Linked DNA regions of Macaca mulatta: region 1 is linked to region 2. The links are chromatin contacts, called in public Hi-C maps. All regions are on one chromosome and are shown on one strand. Each heading gives the region's core, a stretch centred on a gene start, on an enhancer-like site or on the middle of the called end of the contact. The rest is flanking DNA. Distances are from core to core; before and after follow the strand shown. Region 1 holds the start of HNRNPD (heterogeneous nuclear ribonucleoprotein D). Region 2 holds the start of HNRNPDL (heterogeneous nuclear ribonucleoprotein D like).

Evidence for each region. A called contact is a pair of places that touch in the nucleus more often than the background predicts.
Region 1: a Hi-C map of CD4 T cells shows a contact between it and region 2, with 5 times the contacts expected there. The contact joins the promoter of HNRNPD here to the promoter of HNRNPDL in region 2. A contact is called at or near these places in 6 of 14 Hi-C or Micro-C datasets (CD4 T cells, blood, fetal cortex germinal zone and 2 more).

Annotation. Positions count from the first base shown.
Region 1 is chr5:51,440,044-51,443,848 of T2T-MMU8v2.0, reverse strand. HNRNPD (heterogeneous nuclear ribonucleoprotein D) reads right to left here and starts at 1,682. Exons shown (of 9, transcript NM_001260807.2): 1 at 1,137-1,682. The coding sequence starts at 1,369. It overlaps LOC114678302 (a long non-coding RNA gene), which reads left to right and starts at 2,001. Exons shown (of 2, transcript XR_003729639.2): 1 at 2,001-2,488.
Region 2 is chr5:51,379,838-51,383,588 of T2T-MMU8v2.0, reverse strand. It overlaps HNRNPDL (heterogeneous nuclear ribonucleoprotein D like), which reads right to left and starts at 1,888. Exons shown (of 8, transcript NM_001260709.1): 1 at 921-1,888; 2 at 1-123. The coding sequence starts at 1,363. It overlaps ENOPH1 (enolase-phosphatase 1), which reads left to right and starts at 2,282. Exons shown (of 6, transcript XM_078003452.1): 1 at 2,282-2,586. The coding sequence starts at 2,503.

The sequences.
Region 1 (3,805 bases), core at 433-2,932, 60 kb before region 2:
ATTTTAATACACTAAATGCAGATTTAGGTAGTATATACAACTGTTATTTCAATCAGAGGAAGCAAGTTAATACTAAGAAATTTGCACCAAAAAAAAAAAAAGTATCCCATAGCACAATACAGGATTTGTTTCTCTTAAGAGGACTATAGGCCTCCCTTAGTGGGCGGGAAAGAGAAATCAAGACACCAAAATAGGATCCTGGGCACCGGGAAAAAAACGGGACTGGAGGTTGTAAAAAATTAGGTTGCACATAAAAAGTAAGTTACAATCTGTACTAATAGTTGGGGAGCCCAATAGCTGAGGGCGCGAAAAGGGTGCGCGGTTAGAATAACTCGGGGGTGGGGGAAGGGTAGACACTAGGCCGGAGATAGGAACAGCTCCAGTCAAGTGCAGGCCCCACCGACTAGGAACTTAACCTGAGCCCGCGGAGCAAAACCAACGTACCAACAAGAAAGTCGCAGCATTTCACCGGAGCTCATTTGGTCTGCACGTCAAAATATAGGGCCTATATGAACATGCCATTGTGCGATAGCGTATGGTAAAGAAAATGAGTAAGTCCTTAGGCAAACTTATTCAAAATCCCAAGAAAACATTCGGCCTGAGACCGACAAGGGAGAGGCAGAAGTGGACAGCCTACGCGTTCCCCAAAACATGCGCTTATAAACAATCGCATCGTTTCAGGATGGTGGAGAAGCACCAAATAAACCTTAGCAATACAAACAGGGAAGCTTTTTGTGTCTGTCTGTGTTTTTATGCCCAAGACTTTAGAATTTGGGAAAAAGAGGGGACAGCATGGAAAGAAAAAAAGGTACCCCTCGACAGGCGGGAAAAAATCCTGGCGGCTAAGTCGGTGGGAGGAGACCCAGGGCGAGGGAGGAAAGGAGGGCGGGCCGAGGAGCAGCATGGTGACGGCTAAAGGTGGAAACGTGTGTGATGGGGGAGGGGGGCGATAAGCAGGCAAAGGAAGGAGGAAATGAAGGTCCGGGGAACCCAACATAGAAAAGGGGACACCAGAACAAGAAGGCTACATGGGGGCCCGGAGAACAGGCTGAGAGCGGGAACCAGGCCTAATGGCGGGGGAATGAGGGGGAGGGGGACTAGTTGGGCCTGACTATCCTGGGCTGCCCCTTACTCACCCTTCATCCTCCTCGTTCTTACTGGCGTCAATCTTCGCCCCCTCCGACTCGGCGCTGCCCCCTTCGGTGCCTCCAGACGCGGTTCCGCCCCCGGTCCCGGCTCCGCTTCCCGCCGCCGCCGCTGCCCCCTGTGTCGCCGCCACCATGGCTCCCTCCTGCTCGCCCGCCGAGCCGCCTACCGCTGCCGTTGCCGCTGCCGCCGCCCCGTCCCCGCCGAACTGCTCCTCCGACATAGTGCTAGTGTCTCCGCCGCTGCCGCCGAGACTACACCCGCCGCTGCCGCGAACCGAAACTAGCAGCAAAGTAATCCCCGCCGCTGCCGCGCGCCCGCTCTACCTCGCGAAGCACACAAGACAGGGAAGGCGCGCGCGTGGCTGCAAAGGCTCCTGCGCCTCTCCCTGGCCTGCCCCCTTCGCCTCCCACTCTCGCGCGGCGCACACTCCCGCTCTCTCCCGCTGCACTAAAAAAGAATAAGCACCAGCGGCGGCCGCTCTTGCCTCCTCCTCGCTTTAATGGCGCCGCCGCGGACCACCTAAAATGGCCGACGGAAGAACGGCGCGTCCCGGTCACGTGATGCGAGAGCGCGCCCTTCGCGCGTCCCCCCCACCCCTCTCCCCCTAGGTTTTTTTTTTCCCTTTCCTCTTTGGTCCCGCCCTCTCGCTCCCCTTTATACCTTCCTCTCACGCTCGGCGTCGCACAGCCTGTGGGGGCCTTTAAAAGGAACCGGAAGTGTCGTGAGCTAAGACGGTCGCGCGGGGACCATCGAGAACAAGGAGTGCTGTTTCGAAGTAGCGGCTAGAGGGGCCCCCTGCCTCCGCCCCCGCCCTTCCGAGGATTCCTGGAGTCCACTCACCCCTCCCCAACACTCCAGTAGCTGGCTGGAGCAGCAGCATCAGGCCGTGGTGTGGCTGCACCTCCGCGAAGGCGGCAGTTCCCCGTGCAGCTGCGGCGTTCAGGTGGGGGAGGGGAGGCTCACACCCTGCGGCGGCTTAAGCCTGGATGTACGCACTCGAGGAGGGAATTAGCCCTGAGATGTCAGCCCTGTGCCCCTGACTCTGTCCACCCGGACGCCTGCGGAGCGCCAGGCGCCGCAGCGGACCGCGCGCGCACTGATTGCCGCAACTCCTTCCTGCCGTCGCCGCCCGGGACCGGGTGACATTGAGGTTTTCGTCTATCGCCGCTGGGCCGATAGGGCTTCTTTTTAAGATTTGACTTTCCAAGTAAGATTTTTGTTTGCCTGCTTTTCTCCTGAAATTTTTTTTTTTTTTTTTTGGTCGAAGAAGCAGGTAACTTGCATATCTTAAGGAAAACATCGTTTTTGCTTTGCTTTTGTTGTTTAGAGATCCTAAAAGGTACCGTGATTCCTTTACGTCAATTGGAAAGTGTGTTAAATCAAGGGTTCGCTTAATGTTCTTTAGTCCTACATAGGATATATAAATGTCGTGAGTCATCTTTACGAGCTTTATGAGTTTGTGTTCGGGTTTGGGTTTTTTTGTTGTGTGTGGTTGTTTTGTTTTGTTTTCTTGTAACACCGTTAGGCATTTCACTAAGGTGTATAAAAAGTAATTTTTATAAAAATTCCCGATGCCTCGGCTGGAGACTGGATTATTCGGGCTTTGGGATTTGCTGCTTCCAGCGGTATCCTTAGAAGAAAATGAAGCTTTTAGGTACTTCGGTAGTCAACAAATAATTATTTGCCTCTTTAGTAAGTGTTCGGGCACGGGGGAGACAAAGACGAGTTTGCAGAATCCAGCAAAAACCTTAAGAGTTTAAGTATTTGGGCCGGGCGCGATGGTTCACGCCCATAATCGCAGCACTTTGGGAGGCCGAGGCAGGCGGATCATGAGGTCAGGAGTTCGAGACAAGCCTGACCAACATGGTGAAACCCACGTCTCTACTAAAATTACAAAAATTAGCCGGGCGTGGTGGCGGGTGCCTTTAATCCCAGGTACTCAGGAGGCTGAGGCAGGAGAATGACTGGAAGCCGGGAGACGGAGCTTGCCATGAGTGGAGATCGCACCATTGCACTCCAGCCTGGGCAACAGAGCGAGACTCCGTCTCAAAAAAAAAAAAAATTAAATATTTGTTTTTCCACTGTAGTTAAACGAATTTGTATTAATTGGGCACTATCCAAAAATCTCAAAGGAAGATTATAAATAAGTTTTCTTAATCAAATTAGTAGAATTTACATTAAAGAATAATTAAAACTTAAGAATACAGGTCAAATTCTGAAAACGTCCTAAAAATATAATCTTACCAAACTCCTGTAATAGTCATGTAAAGATAATACCAAGAATGTTTATCTTAAAGTGGTAGTGACTCCACATTTGTCTCCACCTGCCAGAATATTAGCAAAGGATAAAGTGGGTATGGTGCTGAAACGTATATTCCTGGTTAGAAACAACTAAGATGATTGACTGAAGGGAAGTCTGTTTAATCTTTCTGGCTTCAGGCGAGGGTAATTATCATTTATTTTGATCTTAAGATATCATTAGACATACCCACCTTTTGGTAATAGTGACTTTTCCAAAACGGTTCATCTTCATTTCCCATGTAGCTTAGGAGCTTCTGGAATTCTTAGAATTTATGTCAAAAATTCCAGACAACCTAGGAATGATTTTAAAGCTAACAACTTTACTATATGCTTTAATGAGGATGTATGATGTCTG
Region 2 (3,751 bases), core at 639-3,138:
CTTGATCTCCCAGTGACTGGATCTGTTTTAATTGTGCAGTCTACAACTTCCCCAAATCGAGACAAATACTCTGTCAGATCTTTTTTGCTTGTATCCCAGCTCAAGCCTCCAATAAACATTTTACTAGAAATAAAAGGTTTTTTAAAAAATTAACAGTAACTCAAATGGTCCTTCAGTTCTGGAATTAAATCGTAGAATAAAAACAGGAACATTTATCCCCTAAGTGTAAGCAATTTAATCCATGTTTACATTTAATCTATTTCACACAAAAATCCCAATATCCCAACAAAGTTACTCAAACCAGCGGACAGCTCGCTCTCCGCACTACATAAAGCAAAACTCAAAGGAGACCAATAAAATATAGTAAAGGTTCTGCCCAGATTGCTTCAGCTACAAGGCCCAACTTCCTAGATGAATCCCTCACATCTTATCTTAGGTCCATCCTCGTCCTCAGCTGTCAAGCCAACGTTCCACCCAGAGAACTCATCAATCATAATACGTTTTGTGAATCTGGGTACCAGTCGCCTGCTTGTGCCCGAACTCAGAGTCCTCTAAAACTCTTCCCAGGAAAACCGCGCCGAGTGGTAACAGACACACAATGAAGAGGCGTCGGCAGCTGCAGCGAGCGGCGCTGGGAGGCCGGCCCCTCCCCCCCGGGTCCCACGCGGCGCCTGCGCGCTCGGGACAGAGACGCCGCCGCCCTCCTCCTCCAACCCCTCCGCCCTTCCCCCACTCTTCCCGGGTCTCTCCAGTCACCCCCTCGATCTCTTACTTTCCTCTTCCCTCCAAGCTAGTGGGGCCCAGAGGGCACGCGGGGAATCGACTCTGAGAAAGAATGGGGGCAGCGCGCGGCTCACGAGGGACGAAGGGCGCGTGCGGCGCGCTGGGGGAGGGGGAGCGGGGGAAGAAGCGTGCGGTACCCGTCATCCTGCTGATTCTTGCTCGCGTTTATCTTGGATCCCTCTGCGAATTCTTCTATGTTGCTGTACTCGTTCATATCCTCCATAGTGGCGGAGCTGTTGGCAGGGGGGTGCTGGCGCGCAGTCCGGGTCGCGGCAGCAGCGGCGGCGGAGCGTTGTATGGAGCTGGATTTAAAATGGCGGCGGAAGAGATCCGGGCGCCGCCTGCGCCCTCCCTTTATAGTCGCCCCGCCCGCCAATCGGGAGGGCTGCTGGGCGGTGACGTGGCGCTGGGCCCGGCGCGCCCCCTGCCGGGCGGAGCTGGGAGCGAGTGAAGGGAGGAGCGGGGCTAGCTGCCGCGGCGCCCGCGGCCGCCAATGGGAGAGGCTGCGGGAGGCTAAAGTAGCGGGAGCGGAGGGGAACAATGGCGGCGGCACATGGGAAAGCCGGGGCGGGACCTCCATCGCGGCCCTCCCGGCAAGGAGAGAGGCCACGCGTGAGGGGACGCGGGCTTGGGAGAAGAGAAGAATCAGAAGAGAAAAACGAAGGGGCGTAAAGTCCTGGGGTCAGCAGTCCCGAACAGAGCCGACGCAAGGCCACAGTCCCTCTTGCCTTGGGAGCCTTTGTCTCTGGCGTCCGGTCCAGCCCACTCCTACCAAAGAGCCGTGAACCCCGCCTTTTTCTGCCCTCGGTTCGCCAGTGCGGAGCCGCTGCGGCGGCCGCTGCTACCGACTAGCACCGCGGCCGGGCTACTCCGGAAAAAGGCGGACTGCGCCCGGCGCTGGCGACTGAGGCGGCGAGCGCGCTCGCCCGCCGCGCGCACGCGTGTTTTGTCCTCGAGCTGGCAGGAACCAGCCGAACAGGAAGCGGGCGCGCGACGGCCCCTCCGGACAGCGCAGCGCGGGCGTCTCTTCCGCTGTGGCCACGGGCGCGCGGGCCGAGGGGGCGCAGCGAGGCCTCCTGGCTGATCGGCCGAAGCCCGAGCCCCGCGCGGCCTCTCTGGCAGGCTGAGGCCGGGAGGAGGGGCGGAGGCTGGCCAGATGACTGTATCTATGCAAGGACGGAGGCGGTGGGCGGGGAGGGGGCTGGATGCAGTAGAGGGCAAGGGGCACTCACATCCCCGGCGCGCCACTCGCGGGGCTCCCTTCTGCACGTGCCCCGGGCCTCTCCCGCTCGCTCAACCTGTCTGCGGAGGGCGCGCTCTCGCGCATCCTGCTCCCGCGTTCGCTTCTTTGTTCCCGCCCACGCGAGGCCCATTTTGACGGATCGCGTTCGAGGCCCGACGGCGACCAATTGGCGCTGGGCTTTCGCACCCCGCCCCGCCGAACCCAGCACGGCCCGCCCCTTTTCCTGCCCACGTGGTCTCGGGCTCCTGCCCCGTCCTGCTCACGAGTTCAGGGGCTCCTGGGCGGCCGCCTTTTCCAGTGCCAGGTGTGCAGAGGTGTTCTCTTCCCTACGCGCGGCGGGCTGCACTTGGTCGCTGACTCCAAGATCGCGCGGGGCCGTCGGAAGCCCAGGACGGTACCGGGGGCAGCAGCCGCAGCCGGCGCCGCCCTCCACCCTCCCCGACTGCAGGCCGAGTCCCGTAGCATCCGGAAGGGAAATGGTCGTGCTTTCGGTCCCCGCCGAAGTCACCGTGATCCTGTTAGATATCGAAGGTACCACAACCCCGATTGCTTTCGTGAAGGTGAGGGGCGGAAGGGAGCGGGGATGTTACTTCTCCTTAAAAACAGTTATTATTTTTTTCTAAGTATTGCAGGCCTTGCATTAGAGACGAGGGTTAGGAGAGGCGCTGTGGCTTTGCCTCTTCTGTGGAATGGGGAGGGAGGAGAGAAAGCCTGCGGCGGGTGGCGGGGATGCTTTTCCTCGCGGCACTAGCTTCTCCCTCCCCCGCCCTTGGGCTTGGTTGGATCCAGATGGGTGGGAAGGGATGGAAGTTGAAGCTAAAAATCGCCGAAGGGCAGGTAAGCCGGGGCGGGGTGTGACCGTGTGGGCCTCCCTACCCGGCAGGTGTGCACCCGGTCGCTTCCGCCGGTGAGCGCAGCCTTTCTGCTCCGTCGGGCCTGGTGTGGCAGCGGCAGCGATTTAATGGTCCTTGAAGCTTCTAATCTCAAAATGGAAAGACTGAAGTGTCAAGAGGAGTCTTCAGGTGGCCCTGGTGTCGGGCAATCAAGGTTCCTCTTTGCCCCTTCCCACTCTTGCTGTTAGTGGCCAAACTGCACGCTGTATTACTTTACTCTGTTAGGCTCTGTGGTCCACAGCGCTGATTTTTTTTGAGCGATAGGACACGTTTAGATTCCGTTCACTTTCCTCAGAAAACCGTAGAAGCTTGAAGCTCTTATCCAGAGCGTTCCTTCTAGGATGTCATTGTGAACCAGCACTTGTCTGCACCTCAGCTTACAACTTAGCGGATTCCTTCTTTATTCTTTGTCTGTTAGAATAAGTAAATATGAAATGTTACTTTAATTTTTGAAAGAATTCCTCAGGCCTTGTCTTTTTATTTGGCTCCCTGAGGTTTAAGAATTCATTGCAGGCCGGGTGCGGTGGCTCACACCGGTAATCCCAGCACTTTGGAAGACTGAGGCGAGCGGATCACGAGGTCAGGAGATCGAGACCATCCTGGCTAACACGGTGAAACTCAGTCTCTACTAAAAATACAAAAAATTAGCCGGGCGTGGTGGTGGACGCCTGTAGTCCCAGCTACTCGGGAGGCTGAGGCAGGAGAATGGGTGAACCCGGGAGGCGGAGCTTGCAGTGAGCTGAGTTAGAGCCACTGCACTCCAGTCTGGGCAACAGAGCAAGACTACGTGTCAAAAAAAAGAAAAAAAGAAAAAAAAAGAATTCATTGTAGA